Linked DNA regions of Mus musculus: region 2 is linked to region 1. The links are chromatin contacts, called in public Micro-C maps. All regions are on one chromosome and are shown on one strand. Each heading gives the region's core, a stretch centred on a gene start, on an enhancer-like site or on the middle of the called end of the contact. The rest is flanking DNA. Distances are from core to core; before and after follow the strand shown. Region 1 has its middle 80 kb from the start of Gm33281. Region 2 has its middle 57 kb from the start of Purg.

Region 1 (6,024 bases), core at 3,356-5,855:
GCTCTGAGTGCCTCCATGAAGAAACGGGAGAGAGCACATACTAGCAGCTTGACAACACATCTAAAAGCTCTAGAAAAAAAGGAAGCAAATTCACCCAAGAGGAGTAGACGGCAGGAAATAATCAAACTCAGGGGTGAAATCAACCAAGTGGAAACAAGAAGAACTATTCAAAGAATTAACCAAACGAGGAGTTGGTTCTTTGACAAAATCAACAAGATAGATAAACCCTTAGCTAGACTCACTAGAGGGCACAGAGACAAAATCCTAATTAACAAAATCAGAACTGAAAAGGGAGACATAACAACAGATCCTGAAGAAATCCAAAACACCATCAGATCCTTCTACAAAAGGCTATACTCAACAAAACTGGAAAACCTGGAAAAAATGGACAAATTTCTGGACAGATACCAGGTACCAAAGTTGAATCAGGATCAAGTTGACCTTCTAAACAGTCCCATATCCCCTAAAGAAATAGAAGCAGTTATAAATAGTCTCCCAGCCAAAAAAAGCCCAGGACCAGACGGGTTTAGTGCAGAGTTCTATCAGACCTTCAAAGAAGATCTAATTCCAGTTCTGCACAAACTTTTTCACAAGATAGAAGTAGAAAGTACTCTACCCAACTCATTTTATGAAGCCACTATTACTCTGATACCTAAACCACAGAAAGATCCAACAAAGATAGAGAACTTCAGACCAATTTCTCTTATGAATATCGATGCAAAAATCCTCAATAAAATTCTCGCTAACCGAATCCAAGAACACATTAAAGCAATCATCCATCCTGACCAAGTAGGTTTTATTCCAGGAATGCAGGGATGGTTTAATATACGAAAATCCATCAATGTAATCCACTATATAAACAAACTCAAAGACAAAAACCACATGATCATCTCGTTGGATGCAGAAAAAGCATTTGACAAGATCCAACACCCATTCATGATAAAAGTTCTGGAAAGATCAGGAATTCAAGGCCCATACCTAAACATGATAAAAGCAATCTACAGCAAACCAGTAGCCAACATCAAAGTAAATGGAGAGAAGCTGGAAGCAATCCCACTAAAATCAGGGACTAGACAAGGCTGCCCACTTTCTCCCTACCTTTTCAACATAGTACTTGAAGTATTAGCCAGAGCAATTCGACAACAAAAGGAGATCAAGGGGATACAAATTGGAAAGGAGGAAGTCAAAATATCACTTTTTGCAGATGATATGATAGTATATATAAGTGACCCTAAAAATTCCACCAGAGAACTCCTAAACCTGATAAACAGCTTCGGTGAAGTAGCTGGATATAAAATTAACTCAAACAAGTCAATGGCCTTTCTCTACACAAAGAATAAACAGGCTGAGAAAGAAATTAGGGAAACAACACCCTTCTCAATAGTCACAAATAATATAAAATATCTCGGAGTGACTCTAACTAAGGAAGTGAAAGATCTGTATGATAAAAACTTCAAGTCTCTGAAGAAAGAAATTAAAGAAGATCTCAGAAGATGGAAAGATCTCCCATGCTCATGGATTGGCAGGATCAACATTGTAAAAATGGCTATCTTGCCAAAAGCAATCTACAGATTCAATGCAATCCCCATCAAAATTCCAACTCAATTCTTCAACGAATTAGAAGGAGCAATTTGCAAATTCATCTGGAATAACAAAAAACCTAGGATAGCAAAAACTCTTCTCAAGGATAAAAGAACCTCTGGTGGAATCACCATGCCTGACCTAAAGCTTTACTACAGAGCAATTGTGGTAAAAACTGCATGGTACTGGTATAGAGACAGACAAGTAGACCAATGGAATAGAATTGAAGACCCAGAAATGAACCCACACACCTATGGTCACTTGATCTTCGACAAGGGAGCTAAAACCATCCAGTGGAAGAAAGACAGCATTTTCAACAATTGGTGCTGGCACAACTGGTTGTTATTATGTAGAAGAATGCGAATCGATCCATACTTATCTCCTTGTACTAAGGTCAAATCTAAATGGATCAAAGAACTTCACATAAAACCAGAGACACTGAAACTTATAGAGGAGAAAGTGGGGAAAAGCCTTGAAGATATGGGCACAGGGGAAAAATTCCTGAACAGAACAGCAATGGCTTGTGCTGTAAGATCGAGAATTGACAAATGGGACCTAATGAAACTCCAAAGTTTCTGCAAGGCAAAAGACACCGTCAATAAGACAAAGAGACCACCAACAGATTGGGAAAGGATCTTTACCTATCCTAAATCAGATAGGGGACTAATATCCAACATATATAAAGAACTCAAGAAGGTGGACTTCAGAAAATCAAACAACCCCATTAAAAAATGGGGCTCAGAACTGAACAAAGAATTGTCACCTGAGGAATACCGAATGGCAGAGAAGCACCTGAAAAAATGTTCAACATCCTTAATCATCAGGGAAATGCAAATCAAAACAACCCTGAGATTCCACCTCACACCAGTCAGAATGTCTAAGATCAAAAATTCAGGTGACAGCAGATGCTGGCGAGGATGTGGAGAAAGAGGAACACTCCTCCATTGTTGGTGGGATTGCAGGCTTGTACAACCACTCTGGAAATCCGTCTGGCGGTTCCTCAGAAAATTGGACATAGTATTACCGGAGGATCCAGCAATACCTCTCCTGGGCATATATCCAGAAGATGCCCCAACTGGTAAGAAGGACACATGCTCCACTATGTTCATAGCAGCCTTAATTATAATAGCCAGAAGCTGGAAAGAACCCAGATGCCCCTCAACAGAGGAATGGATACAGAAAATGTGGTACATCTACACAATGGAGTACTACTCAGCTATTAAAAAGAATGAATTTATGAAATTCCTAGCCAAATGGATGGACCTGGAGGGCATCATCCTGAGTGAGGTAACACATTCACAAAGGAACTCACACAATATGTACTCACTGATAAGTGGATATTAGCCCAAAACCTAGGATACCCAAGATATAAGATACAATTTCCTAAACACATGAAACTCAAGAAAAATGAAGACTGAAGTGTGGACACTCTGCCCCTCCTTAGAAGTGGGAACAAAACACCCTTGGAAGGAGTTACAGAGACAAAGTTTGGAGCTGAGATGAAAGGATGGACCATGTAGAGACTGCCTTATCCAGGGATCCACCCCATAATCAGCATCCAAACGCTGACACCATTGCATACACTAGCAAGATTTTATCGAAAGGACCCAGATGTAGCTGTCTCTTGTGAGACTATGCCGGGGCCTAGCAAACACAGAAGTGGATGCCCACAGTCAGCTAATGGATGGATCACAGGGCTCCCAATGGAGGAGCCAGAGAAAGTACCCAAGGAGCTAAAGGGATCTGCAACCCTATAGGTGGATCAACATTATGAACTAACCAGTACCCCGGAGCTCTTGACTCTAGCTGCATATGTATCAAAAGATGGCCTAGTCGGCCATCACTGGAAAGAGAGGCTCATTGGACACACAAACTTTATATGCCCCAGAACAGGGGAACGCCAGGGCCAAAAAGGGGGAGTGGGCGGGTAGGGGAGTGGGGGTGGGTGGGTATGGGGGACTTTTGGTATAGCATTGGAAATGTAAATGAGCTAAATACCTAATAAAAAATGGAAAGAAAAAAAAGGTAGATCATTACAAGGCAAGGCTATTTAGAGTATTAAAATATCAATAAGATAATTCCTGTTCAAAATGTCTGTAGTGGGTTTCCTTTCTCTCATGATACTCTCATGATAAACTTGAATCCTCATATACTTGGAGTGGCTTCCTGGTCTTTTGTATACCAAAGATCAGGAAGCCACTACAAGAAGTTTTAGCAATAAAGATGACAGAATGATGCCTGAAAAAAAAAAAAAAAAAAAAAAAAGAGTCCCAAGGAAGTGCAAAGTCACAAGAGTCGCAAGGAATACCTGGTAATTGTGCAGGTTTCTAAGAGCCCCAACAATAGCACATTTGCATAGTGGGTTCCAGCAATGGTCAAGGTGACTTTCTTTGAATGAACACTCTTTGAACCCAGGAAGCAGGTGGGTGGAGGAATGTCACTATCTGTTTTATGATTAGCATACCTTGGAGCAATGAGTCACAGAGGTCACATTCCCAAGCCTAGGCCTAAAGGCCTAGAATTTTGTTTTTACTTTGTTATACTTTCAAAAACAGACATAAATCCCTCCTCCTCTGTTAAATTTATTTTCAAGTGGGATATATCAAACATAAACATAGTAAGCACAAGTTCTAGTACATCGGAAGTGGGATGCACTGTTTGGTAAATTGGAGCAGTTAAAAGAGACTGTATAGTGCACTCCCGATGTTAAGCAAACCAGTAAAGATGTTGTGGCAGTACCTGGGATTAAAGTCACAGCTTTAGTTTACTAGGCAATGCTGGGATGGGGGCCATAGTCTTTAGTTGCTGGGGCCATCTCGGCTGTTCTTTCTTGGTTCTCTCTTGGGGTAAGTGGAAGGGGAAGAGCATCAGTGGGGGCAAGACTTGGTCTTGTGAGATATTTAGGGTTGCCTTTTCTATAATAAAATGCTTGCTAGTCTTAGGTCTGAGTTCCTTGGCAATGGTAGCTGACCTGCCTCAGAGGCCAGAAACTGCACTCTCTGGTGTTTAGCACCTCAACATGAAACAGCAGGGAGTTAAATAAAAGGATTTATTGCTGGTGTGCTTTTCTCTAGTGAATGAGCCAGAAGCCTCTCCGGCTATGCTGGTTAACTCTTTGCGAACCAGAGAGGAAGGAAAGGAAAAGAATTAAGATGCTTTATATAGGCAAATATGCACAGACTCGTGAACATTCAAGCATTCATACACCCATACTGTGCCTGGGGCTGACCGTCTGTCACAATCAACTCCACAAGTATTCATGCATGCTTACACATATACATATACCTACACACAAACATGTAGACAAACAGACACACACATTTGGGTGGGTGGATGGATGGATGGATGTGACAGTTTTTGCATGGCCTTGCTTTATCATAGTACACACCTGTGACTTTATCTTTGGACCTAAATGTTTTTCCTTGGACACGAAATTGTCCCAAGTCCGTTTCTTTTTTTAGTGTGATTTTGGAAGCTCACTGTATTTCTTATTATGCAGCCTTTACTTACTATTCTGAGGAGTGGGTACATTCTATTCTTGATTTTAACTTTATTACATCTTTCTAGCAACTAAGACCATCTCAAGGGCTGGAGAGATGGCTCAGCGGTTAAGAGCACTGACTGCTCTTCCGAAGGTCCTGAGTTCAGTTCCTGGCAACCATATGGTGGCTCACAACCATCTTTAACAAGATCTGGCACCCTCTTCTGGAGTGTCTGGAGACAGCTACAGTGTACTTACATATAATAAATAAATAGATCTTTAAAAAAAAAAAGACCATCTCTAAAAACTTTCTTCCTAAAATTATTTGGATTACATCAGGAATTCTAAAGAATCATTATTTTTTTGTCTATATAGCATCACTACAAGATAGCATATCTTCATAGGTCTGCAAAAACCTGCTCAAACTGGTGGGCCAATACCTAGTAATTGTTATATATTTGGTAATAACAAAAAAGCATATTAATAGCAGGAATTGTTCCTCAGCCTATCCTAGAGAAGCAAATCCACCATAGATTGACAGTCTATGGCAGAACCATCTCAGGAAGATCGACTACTAGTTTCCAGCTTCTCCTAAATGGCTCTTGGCATTTAGTATACAGGGCAGTGCTGGGGTGGGAGTGCACTCGGTGAGCCCCCTGCCTCTGAGCTACCCCAGCCCTTCCATTGAACAGGAGGGAAAGACTGAGGACTTTGCCATGGTTAACAGAGAGTCTTGTAAGAGAAAAGAAGAGCTAATGAGGACATCATGCCATCTTGAGCATCTTTAAGGACACAGAAAGATGGAATAAGGCTTAAACAAACAGGCAGATCCCGCGAGGCCTCAGCCTCGGCTGTACTGCAGGAGTTTCATTTTAAGACCATTCAGTCCTGGGCATGGGCACATCTGTAATCCCCAAGCCCAGGTCACAAGTCTAAAGCAAGCCTAGAGACCACATAATGAA
Region 2 (6,234 bases), core at 2,381-4,880, 210 kb after region 1:
AAGAGGCAGGACGATAAGCTCCAGGCTATCCTCGGCTACATAGCAAGTTCAACGACAGATGGAGACCCTGACTCAAGTTTTCCAGGCTTCTTCGTTGCAGCAGAAACAATTATAGAAAGCCGCAACTGGATAGAATTCAGAGAACACAGCCCCTGGGATGCGCAGATTGAATAGATACATCTACAACACAAGCCCCACACCTGAGACTCAGGGAACACCACAGAAGAGGGGATGGAAAGGTTCTAAGAGTCAAACGACAAGACATCTGTCTTCTATACGTGCAGGAACTGCACCTATGAAATCTTAACATGATTGCCTAAACAAGACCCCAACAGTCACAACACCAGTTGACATACTACTTAGATGGGGGGAATCTCACGAGGCTCCACCCCAAGGCGAAGAGCTACAGGCAACTAATGACTGTTGAGAGAGGACGAGTCGGTCTTTCTCAGGTGTGACTTTGTAACAGACCCCCACCCCCACCCCCGCTGGACCTTAGCACCACCGACTCCATCATGGAAGTACCATTCAGGTCATAAAACTCAGCACGGAGTTAGCGTCACATGTTAAAACAGACCTAATCCACCCAAGTTCACAGTGCTGGGAAAGTTTCCAAAGTACTGACCGTGCTTTTTAGCTTCTCAAGTTCTGCTTCTCACCAACTGTTCTTATTAATTGAAGTATCTCAGCCCAGGATACGGTTTTTGTGTGTAAAACCTCACTCTAAGAAAGGCTCAGGGCTACACTGGGTTCCTGAACACCAAGAATGGTTGCCAGCCAGCTACTAAAGACTCTTCTGTGGATCTAAACTCATGTCCAAGAAGCCTTTTCTGGTGGATACCACACAACAGACTTCCAATACACACAAAAAAAGTTGTAAGCTCTAAGTAAACATAAATATGGCAAAAGTAGATGAGTTCAGCAGGTTGTATTTATATATTAATTCATATACATATTAATGTCTATGTATAAAACATGAAAAGTAAAAGGCAATATGAAAAATGAGGCCGTGAATTTGAAAGTTGGGGGAGATACTGAAATTGGGGCAGGGGGGTTACTGAAGGAGCTGGAGGCAGGACAGAGAAGAGGGAAAAGGTGTAAGTACAGTATAAAAATATATAAAAATTTATATTTTAAAAAATAAAACTAGGGGCTGTAGAGAGAGATCAGCAGTGCCTGCTCTTCCAGAGGATCAAGGATTGATTGGCAACACCTAGACCATTGCTCAACCATCTGTAACTCCATAAGGAAATAGTGCCATATTCAGGCCTCTGTTGGCACTGCGCACAGATGGTACACAGATACATATGCAGGCAAAACACCTGAACACATAAAATACATTTTTTTAAAGTTAATTAAAGTTTTTAAAGGGCAGAGTGAAGGAGTTCATTCAATGCAGAACTGGAGTTGTGGCTCCGAGGTATAATGCCTGCTTAGAATAATGGAGGCCCTACATCCACTCTATAGGATCACATAGACACACACATGCACATGCACATGCAGGTACACACATACACACACATACACACATGAACACATGCACACGGTTCAATGAGTAGAGCCCTTTCCCACATCTTGGATATATGTCTTCCCTTATCTCCATGTAGGAGAGCTGGTATTTCAGATCTCAAGTCTTTAAGTGCTTTCCATATTATTTTTTTAAAAGACTCTTAAGCATAAGAGCCCAGGGCATGTTAGGATCAACAGCTCAAGAGTGGGTGACTTGCCAATGGGAATCATCCACTTGTGTTTCTAAGTGTGAGCATTAAACAAGCTTCATTACTTAATGAAGGCTTTCCTGCACTGGGCCCTTCTACAATCCTAATATTAAACTGAAAGGTATTCAGGATACAACAAGAGCATACCCATCCAATATGTATCTTAGAGAAATAGCTCCTCTGTGCCCTGAGGATGGATTATTTCTTTGCCCTTACAAGTATTGCTTTCATAAGTTAATTTCATATAATGGTTTTGAGTCAGCATTCCAGCAATTGACTAGATCTCTTAGGAAACATTATAACAAAAAGAATTTAACTCAAATATTATTGTTTTTGAAAGGCTCAACTAAATAGATAGATAGTAGCAATGAATATGCAATACTGTGTGTGTACTAAGCACTGCTATATTATACACTTAAAAGAGTTAAAAAGGATAAATTTCATGTTCCATGTTTTTATCACAATTAAAAAGACTGATCTTATATTAAATATAAATACACAGCCAAGTTGAGATCTGATCTGATGCCCTCTTTTGGCTTCTGTAGGAACTGCATACACATTGTACATAGACATACCAGAAACAAAACACCCACACATATAAACTGCAATGGGGAAAAATAAAAGCCCCACCCTCTGCCAGGGTAGCACCAGAGAGCTGGCCCTGGAGCATGAACTCGAGAGAGCTAACCAACTCACCTACCACCCAGGGCCAGATTCAGGGCTTTGAATTGGTCCATCCCAACATCTACCTCATCTGTGAACTGCTGGAGTATGTGAGGACCAGTCCTGCAGAACCAAAGCTACAGGATTTCCATGACTCAGGGCAACAGAAGGATATCCAAGAGGCATCCTGGTGAGGATCCAGTATTGATGAAGTAGCAGAAGCCAGAGGCCTCCAACCGGACCAATAACTCATTGCAATGTACATTCTCAAGTAAAGCTGTTTCAGGAAAAGAGTGTATACCGTGACACACACATGGCAGCAGAGCTGCAAACAGGACAGCTATGGCAGGTATTAGAGAAAGCTGTGGCTGATAGAAGAGGAGGCTGTTGCCCAGAGAGGTCTGCTAGATTTGAGGGGGTTGGGGGATAGAGGTGGGGGTAGAAGGCAGATATGGAAGAACTAGGAAATGAGTGGGATTGGGGTGCATAATGTGAAATTCCTGAAGAAATACTAAAAATTGTGTTTTAAAAAATACTCATTCTTTATTTAGAAAAAGAAAAATAATGAAACAAAATGTTCTAACTATACCCACTGGTATCAAAGGATAGTGTGCTCACTTGCTCACAAGTTTTGGGACCCTGTATTCTTTCACGGCTGCCATTCTCCTGTTTCTTTTTCCTTCCTGGCTAAGAGTCTTCAAAGAGTAATGTACCCTTGTGGTCTCCATTTACATTCATGTTGTTTCATGAACTCCTGAATGTACCCTGGTCTTCTGTCTTAGTTAGGGTTCATCAAGGTGAGAACATGGCAACATCCAGGCAGGCATGATGTAGGCAGAGCTGAGAGTTCTACATCTTCATCTGAAGGCTGCTAGCAGAAGACTGGCTCCCAGGCAGCTAGGATGAGGATTATTAAAGCCCATGCCCACAGTGACACACCTACTCCAGCAAGGCCACACCTATCCCAACAGGGCCACACCTCCAAATAGTGCCACTCCCTGGGCCAAGCACAGACAAACCACCACACCCTCACACATGCTATACACTGAGTTATATCCTCTATTCTGGAATTGTTTTCTGATGCACAAAACTGCCAAACCTTCACTCCCTTTCCTCTTTCCCCTCCGGCAACAGCTAAAACCACTTCCAAACAGGAGAATGCTCTTGTCCAGCTAGGAACTGAGTTGTCTTTGCCATTGTTCTCCGCAACTGTTTCCATGGTTAAGGAGGAAGTTGCCTTTCAGCGGTTAGAATTGCTAAATCTTTTGGTTTTGTTATTGTTCCTTTGGGCTCTGTTCCTGTTAGCTCCCTCCCACAGCCCTGAGACCTCCTACTGCTGTATTGTTCTTGATGCTTTTGTTTACCTCAGAGGACAGCTATCCAGTCAAACAAATGGATCATCATCTCTCCATTTTTTTCCCACCGTTATTCCTTTACTGCATTGACTTCAGAGAGTTCTTACTAGATGCTACCAGGGAGACATTTAGACATTTGCACAAGGTGAAGCTGGCAGGGCCTTGTCTTTCCTCACTAACAATCTACTAACCTAAAGGAAAATCCATCTCCCCTTCACCTGGAACATCAGAAAAGCACATGACATTTTCTGATTACAGAACGGGAGTGGTAAGTCTTAGAAGACCAGGGTCATCGCAGATGAGCATTCTTATGAGAACACCAGACCAGTAAAGGAGACACTCACTATATGAGCTGCTTCACAGGGAAGATTCTGACAATGGAATCAGGTTGAAAACAGAAAAAGCAGGCAGAGTGATAAGAAAGAACATGGATTGTTGAGTCAGTTTAAGAGAGAAGTCTGGCTGGGCAGTGGTGGCACACGCCCTTAATCCCAGAACTCAGGAGGCAGAGGCAAGTGGATTTCTGAGTTCGAGGCCAGCCTGGTCTACAAAGTGATTTCCAGGACAGCCAGGGCTACACAGAGTAACCCTGTCTCAAAAAACCAAAAACCAAAGAGAGAGAGAGAGAGAGAGAGAGAGAGAGAGAGAGAGAGAGAGAGAGAGAGAGAGAGAGTCTGAACCCAAATCAGCTTTGGATATAGCTGGTTACCACATCAATACAATGTGTTTTTCCACCTTGAGCTTACAAGTTTCTCTGCATTTCTCCTCATATTGTAACCTGTTTGAAGCAAGTCTGGGTTGCGGAGAATATTAAAACCAAAACGTAGACCTCAGAGAAATTGCCCCATCTGACAGAGCATCCAGTATATCATACGTACTCAGTAAGCATTGAATAATTGAATATTGTAGCAGATGCACCAGGGCCTTGATCTCACCCTCTCCCACACTCTGAGGTTCACAGGTAGTTCTAGATGTGAGCTGTCAGCATTAGCATAAGCTTCCTAGCAAGCCCCTTGTGGAGGCTCCGTGTGCCTGCAGGAGCTGTTCTCATTGAGCACAGAGTAGATCTGCATGTCATAGGAGCTGGGCTCATCTGAAGACAAGCAGGAACTAGTAGATAAAAGAATCCCCTCTCAGAACTGAACAAAGAATTCTCACCTGAGGAATACCGAATGGCAGAGAAGCACCTGAAAAAATGTTCAACATCCTTAATCATCAGGGAAATGCAAATCAAAACAACCCTGAGATTCCACTTCACTCCAGTCAGAATGGCTAAGATCAAAACCTCAGGTGACAGCAGATGCTGGCGAGGATGTGGAGAAAGGGGAACACTCCTCCATTGTTGGTGGGATTGCAAGCTTGTACAACCACTCTGGAAATCAGTCTGGTGGTTCCTCAGAAAATTGGACATAGTACTACCAGAGGATCCAGCAATACCTCTCCTGGGCATATACCCAGAAGATGTCCCAACCGGTAAGAAGAACACATGCTCCACTATGTTCATAGCAGCCTTGTTTATAATAGCCAGAAGCTGGAAAGAACCCAGATGCCCCTCAACAGAGGAATGGATACAGAAAATGTGGTACATTTACACAATGGAATACTACTCAGCTATTTAAAAAAATGAATTTATGAAATTCCTAGGCAAATGGATGGACCTGGAGGGTATCATCCTGAGTGAAGTAACCCAATCACAAAGGAACTCGCACAATATGTACTCACTGATAAGTGGATAATAGCCCAGAAACTTAGGATACCCAAGATATAAGATACAACTTGCCAAACGCATGAAATTCAAGAAGAACAAAGACCAAAGTGTGGACACTTTACCCTTTCTTAGAAATGGGAACTGAAAGACCCACAATGTGAGGGCTCCCCCTCATTCTGACTCAGGAGAGGTGACACCCCAAAATCACCCACAAGAAACGGGTCTTGCTGCAAATTGCAAGAGGATTTTTATTCAAGAGAGCTCTCGGGCCCATGGTCATACACCACGCAGGGGTAGAGGACCGTGGCGCCCCGAGTAGCTGGGTAAGGGGGTATTTAAAGGAAGAAACCAGAAACTCAAGGAAGTGGGGAGGGCGTTGTTGGAAGATGCCAAAGATACCAGTTAAGAGTCACAAGGAAGTGTAAAGTTACAAGAGTCACAAGGAATACCTGGTAATTGTTAACTCTCAAGACAGCTTCTAAGAGCCCCTAACAATAGCACATTTGCATTGCAGGTTCTGGTAATGGCCAGGGTGACTTTCTTTGAATGAGCACTCTTTGAACCCAGGAAGCAGGTGGGTAGAGGAATGTCGCTATCTCTTTTATGATTAGCATACCTTTACAAAGGCCACTTTCCCAAGCCTGGGCCTAAAGGCCTAGAATTCTGTTTTTACGTTGTTATACTTTCAGAACAAAACACCCATAGAAGGAGTTACAGAGACAAAATTTGGAGCTGTGACGAAAGGATGGACCATCTAGTGATTGCCATATGCAGGGATCCATCCCATAAT

The links. Hi-C and Micro-C count contacts between places; a contact is called where the count stands out from the background.
Region 2: a Micro-C map of embryonic stem cells shows a contact between it and region 1, with 2.1 times the contacts expected there. The contact joins two enhancer-like sites. A contact is called at or near these places in 4 of 39 promoter capture datasets (the C10 cell line, embryonic stem cells, liver and 1 more), 1 of 15 datasets of contacts at CTCF or cohesin (pro-B cells), 5 of 484 Hi-C or Micro-C datasets (the Ba/F3 cell line, the HL-1 cell line, cortical neurons and 2 more), 3 of 115 datasets of contacts at active chromatin or transcription factors (all in embryonic stem cells) and 1 of 9 other capture datasets (embryonic stem cells).

Annotation. Positions count from the first base shown.
Region 1 is chr8:33,226,311-33,232,334 of GRCm38.p6, forward strand. No RefSeq gene overlaps it. Among named protein-coding and RNA genes, the nearest start is that of Gm33281, 80 kb to the left of the region's middle. Within about 2 kb of position 4,606, at least 6 of the 459 cell types and tissues checked have an H3K27ac peak or open chromatin away from gene starts, as enhancers often do. A contact at or near this core is called in embryonic stem cells, where this site is marked.
Region 2 is chr8:33,440,126-33,446,359 of GRCm38.p6, forward strand. No RefSeq gene overlaps it. Among named protein-coding and RNA genes, the nearest start is that of Purg, 57 kb to the left of the region's middle. Within about 2 kb of position 3,631, at least 52 of the 459 cell types and tissues checked have an H3K27ac peak or open chromatin away from gene starts, as enhancers often do. A contact at or near this core is called in embryonic stem cells, where this site is marked.